Regions from separate parts of the Dromaius novaehollandiae genome. Here region 2 is linked to region 1. Evidence: chromatin contacts called from public Hi-C data. All regions are on one chromosome and are shown on one strand. Each heading gives the region's core, a stretch centred on a gene start, on an enhancer-like site or on the middle of the called end of the contact. The rest is flanking DNA. Distances are from core to core; before and after follow the strand shown. Region 1 has its middle 82 kb from the start of SORL1. Region 2 has its middle 140 kb from the start of UBASH3B.

Region 1 (2,700 bases), core at 192-2,691:
GCTTAGCTGATCACAAGGCAGTTTCTTAGGGTCGAACCTGCCATCTCCTGCGTGGTGGAGCAAAGAGGTGTGCCACAGATAAGAGCTACACAAAACCTGAAGGATTTAATGCCACTGTGTTGCACCACTCTGGAGGTGTATTTGAGCACGTCCACCCGCCTCAAGACGAAACAAGTAACGCTCTGCGGACAACACCCCGTTCTGCTCTGTCTGCCTCTCAGCTCGGACTCCGGTGGAGCAGGGTTCCTGTACAAGCACTAGCACTGGCGCCTTACACGTTACCGGAGCTGCGAATAGGCAATGTCACTGATGAACGCGTTTATACAGTGCCCTGTTCCCGGGATGTAAACATTCCATAGATTCCAGCCGACATATTTTTACATCATTCTATCTGTTTTTCTGTGTTCAGCATTATCGTTTGCTAAATGTATTCTCGCAACATTTTATTTACTTTGGGTCTCGAGCTTGGAGACCTCCAAGGGTCTCCTCCTTCTCTAGGAATTTTACGAATAAATCCCTGGCAGAGAGATAGCAAAACATGTTTTTGTTCTTCATATGTGAGATGATTTCCTTCAGATCCTGGGCTGTGCATATGCTCTCCATCATACAGATCACAGAGGGATTTGCTCAGAGTATCTCGACAGTTGCAGCTGGTGTCAGCCCTCCCTGCGAGAGCCCTGGATGTCTAGTGAAAGCAGGGGACAATATGATGAACGCCATGAGGTGACAGCTGTACCACCTCGAGGAGGAGGTGTCCAGATTTGCGCCCTCCCTTGAAGAAGTCTCCCCGAGCTCTCAGAAATGAGAAGGCCACCAGAGTGAATTAGGTCTCCCTGGTGCTGCGAATGCAGACACGTGTCCCACCAAGCAGCGGCTTCACCTCGGTTTCCTCCTCGGCACTACTAGGGTAGCGATCATGGCTTGCTATGTGAAACCCTGGAGATGTGCAGAGCAGGGGTCCCCTACCCAGCGCATCCAGCTGGGGTCCCCACTCAGAGTTTCAGAGTGGTCCTTCCTCAGATACTGGCCGTCCTGCTCCCACCACGGCTGGCCCAGACCTCCCTCCGCCGCAGGCAGCTTGAGGCGGGCTGAGCAGGACCACCGGCTTTCTGGTGTGTGGGAACCCCCCCTCTTTGCTTCCTCTTCTCGAGGAAGCCTGCTGCCCTGCCAGGGAGCCGCAGAGCACAGCGCAGGACGGATCTGGCCCGGGGTGCCTACGGTCCGCTAGGAACCCTGCCTCGAATTAAAAAAAAAAAGGGGGGGGGATTAATTGGTTTCCTCTCCTTAGGCAGGCTCAGCCGTTCCCCACCCCCAAGCCCTGCCAGAGCCGGCCCTGGAAGTGGTTTGCGCCTTTGCCTTTTCTCAGGTGATGGGGGAGGGATCCGGCAGCGGACCCGGAGGCCCTCAACCCCGCGCTGCCTCAAGCACAGCCCGCTCGGAAAACACAGATGAAAGGGAAGCTGGGGGAGGGCTCCAGACTGGAAGAAACAACCCTCGTGGCAGGTCCTTTGGCAGGGGTCAGGCTGCGGGACACAGAGGAGATATATTAAAAGGGGAAACTGGAGGAATCTAAATAATCAGGCTCCCCACCGGATAATGCCTTGACAAGAGGAGATGCCGCGAGAGCCAACGAAAACTGACTTGCACAGAGGGGCAGAAAAGTAAGACGCCTTCTCTGAAGGGACGGGGCTAGCGACGGAGGGGGAGATTTGGGAGGCAAGGGGGAAGGGCTGAAATCTGGAAGGAAATTAAATAATAGCCTGAAATCCCCAGGTGAGGAACAATGGAATTAAAAACAGAAAGGCCCCCAAGAGATAAACAAATCAAGACCGGGAGGTGAAAGGCAGACAGGGAGAACTGGAGGCTGCGAACACAGCCTGCAACGTTAGCTGGATCCTGTGGTCGCTCCTTGTGTTGCAATTACGCCCGGATATGCCACGAAAAGCTGGAGCCTTGTTCTGCCAGGCACCGCACAGCACCTGGGGAGAGGTGGCAGTGCCCATGCGGAAAGAGCTTATCATCCGAACTGGCAAAGTCCACTGAAGAATAGCAGTTATCCCTATTTTACAGTTGCAGAGCTGAGGCACAGAGAAACTAAAACTAATTCTCATACATTGTGAGGTTCTTGTACGCGATGGCATTCTTCTAAAAGGACTCTTAAGGATGTACAAATGTCCCTTCAATCTACTTTCACTGGGGGCTCGGACACACAGATAAACCACGTGTTATCACGGCAGCCTGAGCGCACGGACCCTTTCCCAGTACGGCTCAGCCGATTCACAGCAGCAGTTAAGCTGCTAAGTACGGACACGCTGTGTACGTGTACCGAGCGAAAGGGACCACTGTGTAAATGCTGGTTCTGCGCACAGACTTGTGGGGAGTTTGTAGCAAGATAAGGAATTAAATCTATGCTTGGGTATCCCAGGAAAGAGACTGAATGTATATACCATTCGAAAGGCGCATTTCATGGAACATCCATCAGGAAACAAGTTGGGAGACAAAGACTGGTGGAACAGCTCAGATAAACTTCTGACATAGGTGTTGTACACTCATGGAGCTATGTTGACTTCAACAGATGTGTTCTGATTGAGGACATGGTCCTTAGGGGCTGGGAACTTATTGACTTGGAACCAAACCACAGATTTTTTGGCAACTCTGTCACTTTTTAAAAATTCATGGACAAGCCCTGAAAGCACATTA
Region 2 (2,862 bases), core at 363-2,862, 190 kb after region 1:
CTTTTCATATTTTAAGATAATGGCAAGCTTGGAACATAAAGACAGCCGTGCCAAAGACCCAGCTAGCCCATAATTCTGACTCTAATGTTGAGCTGATGCTTAAGGAGAGAGTATAGGAAAGGGACAAGCATGCATTTATAATTCTTCCAACATATCCTCTCAGTTTCCAGCATGTGACAATTTAGGGACTTACTGGGCCAGAAAGTTTTTTCCCCCTCTTTTTTACTATTCAATGGTTTTTTTCCTTCCCTGACTTTGTCCAGTTGGCTTCTTAGATGTACCTATCCTTTTGGCACAACACTCTGTAGCAACCACTTCCAGAGCCTGGTTATATTCTGGGTGAGAAAGGCCAACTTATTTGAAGAAAAGCTGGTGTTTTACCTTATTTCTGAGAGCTGACCTATAGTTTACATTGTCTACAGGACCATCAAACTGAACTAATTCAGAAATGATGCAACCAGCCAAGATACAAGCAGAAACAGTGGGTATGCAGATAGTCAGTATTAAAAGGGGATGGTGCCTAAGTTTCAGGACAAAGGAGCATTAGGTTATGTCAAATAGACAAGAAAAAGATCTTATTAAGAGAAACCACTTAATACTCTCATCAAAACTCCCAGTTGAAGACAAACTCCAGCACCTTAGCAGACACAGTCAGTGTCTGATCTACCAGCCCCAATCGTATCCCCTCAAGCCCACCCATAAAGTCATACGAGTCAGGCTCTACAGGACTCAAAAAGGCTATATTTGCCTGCTGTCAATTCTCCAAATATATCTTTTTCCATCCGGCATAACAGACTGGGGTCTCTGAGCAGCAGGGAGAAAGGGAATGTAAATCTGGCTCCAGCGTGAGGCGGAATAACCCTCAAGATCAGCGGTTCTAGGCTACGGCAGCATGGACAAGGAAGAGCTCAAAACATCAAGCTGGGTCAAACCTCTGCTGCTTCAACAACAGCTCCGCCACCAGGCTCCAAGCCAGTGAACACAGACACAGCTGGTATCTTCCAGCCCATCCTGCTCATTCCTCACATGGGAGCAGGAGCCTGGGACTAGCCTGTAACCGTGGTTTCCCTGCAGCAGGACAGTCACCAACACCAGAATGTGCTGCCTAACACCACCATGTCCACTGGCTGCAAGGATGCACTTGATGACAGCGTCTCTGTACTTGGTGAAATAACCTTCTTTCTGACACACAATCTTCACAATAAAGAATTAAACAAAAAGAGAGAAAAAGAAATACCAAGCTCCCCGTTAAATTAGTGAAAGGATCCAACTGCCCAGTGCAAGGAGAGGGGATAATGGATTTCAGTACAAAAAAGCTCCTGGTTTTGAAGCAATTGCAGTAAGTTCCACTGTATTTTGCCCTGCTCTGCCTTGTTCGTGCTTCATTTTCCAAGGCTCTTTGTTTTCTGAGTTGAATTAGATCAAGGCCTCCCCGTTTCCCATCACATACATGTCTCCATGCCCCTGCTGCTGCTATCAGAGCTGGGGCACAGGCACTCCAAGTGCCTCCGTCTCGGGGAAACATTTGCATTTTCATTGGCACAGGTACAGCATTCAGAATTCTTTCAGGCCAGGCCAATTAAAACAAGCTGAAAACTGCTGAGGGAAGCAGTTTCAGCAAGGATCTGCTTACATTCCCCCTCTGAAAAAAGCAGGGGGCCCACTTTCTGTAACTCTCTCCCTCTCTGCACAGTGTGGGTTTTGCTTTTTTCTTTTTTTTTTTTTCGTTTCTTTTTAAGGTGGAATAACTTGTGCCCTTTGCACAGAGGCTCCAAGAGATGGATGGCAGAACTCGGGAATGTAGCTTCATTTTAAAACTAGAGCCAGGTCTCTAATACTAAGCTGAAGCATGGGAAAAAGCAAAACAAAGACCAAAAAACCTGGTAACTCTCCAGATTAAAACACTTTTCCTCCCTCACAAACCTTGCATGGTATTTTCTTAAAAAGGAATAGAACCACATAATTAGCAATCAGTTGAAGCCTAAGGCTTCTTTTTTTTTTTTTTTTTTTTTTTTTTTTTTAAACCACCACAGAGACTATTCAATGCCTACTGGCTCTACTAACACACTCCTATTACCCTGGTTTTCTTTTCGGACAGCCTCTTTCAAGCCTCAGATGTGTTGTAAATGCATACTGACAGGTTAAAAGACACCATTTTTACTCCCCTGAGGAAAAAAAGATCCCATCCTACTAGTGCTGCTCTATTTTACATTGATGATCCTTAAGCACTAGATCGAGGCACAAGGTTCTAGGACTGATGAACCATCTCAGAGTGCCAGGGAAGGACACGCGCTCCAAAGTCAAGTTTCTCTATGCACACCCTCATCCTTGGAGGCTGCCGAAAACTACTCATGACAGCAGCCTTACCGTGGCCCAGCTGTACGCGTCATGTTGGCCACTCTTCCAAACACCTGTATGCCAGGACTCTGTGCTAGAGACAGCTATGACAGAGAAAGCACCTGCAAATGCTCTTGCATCAGTGCATGGTCTAGGGGGGAAAAATGGCTAAACCAGAAGAACAAACCACAGCGTGTGTATTTGCATTTGTTTTCATCTCTCAGAATGAGGCTGTGTCAGTCTTAGACTCTGGCTGAATTGATTTAAAACATGTATTGCATGTAAAATTCGGAGCCATTTGGAGTAGATCCGGGATTCAAACCACCACAGAATCTAGGGGAATTTAAATCAAAAGTTCTTTCTGCCCAGTTCTACTGAAAATGATCTCGCCTTGATAAATAAGCATTGAGCTTGTACAGCACCTGCCACAACGTCGTTGATATCAACGCCTGAGCACCCAGGAGCTACTACAGTATGACTAGCAACTAAATCACAATGCAGGGCTGACACATAATCCGCTCACCT

What was found. A called contact is a pair of places that touch in the nucleus more often than the background predicts.
Region 2: a Hi-C map of ovary shows a contact between it and region 1, with 2.0 times the contacts expected there. The contact joins two enhancer-like sites.

The regions. Positions count from the first base shown.
Region 1 is chr21:4,387,465-4,390,164 of bDroNov1.hap1, forward strand. No RefSeq gene overlaps it. Among named protein-coding and RNA genes, the nearest start is that of SORL1, 82 kb to the left of the region's middle. Within about 2 kb of position 1,442, at least 1 of the 2 cell types and tissues checked has open chromatin away from gene starts, as enhancers often do.
Region 2 is chr21:4,580,174-4,583,035 of bDroNov1.hap1, forward strand. No RefSeq gene overlaps it. Among named protein-coding and RNA genes, the nearest start is that of UBASH3B, 140 kb to the right of the region's middle. Within about 2 kb of position 1,613, at least 2 of the 2 cell types and tissues checked have open chromatin away from gene starts, as enhancers often do.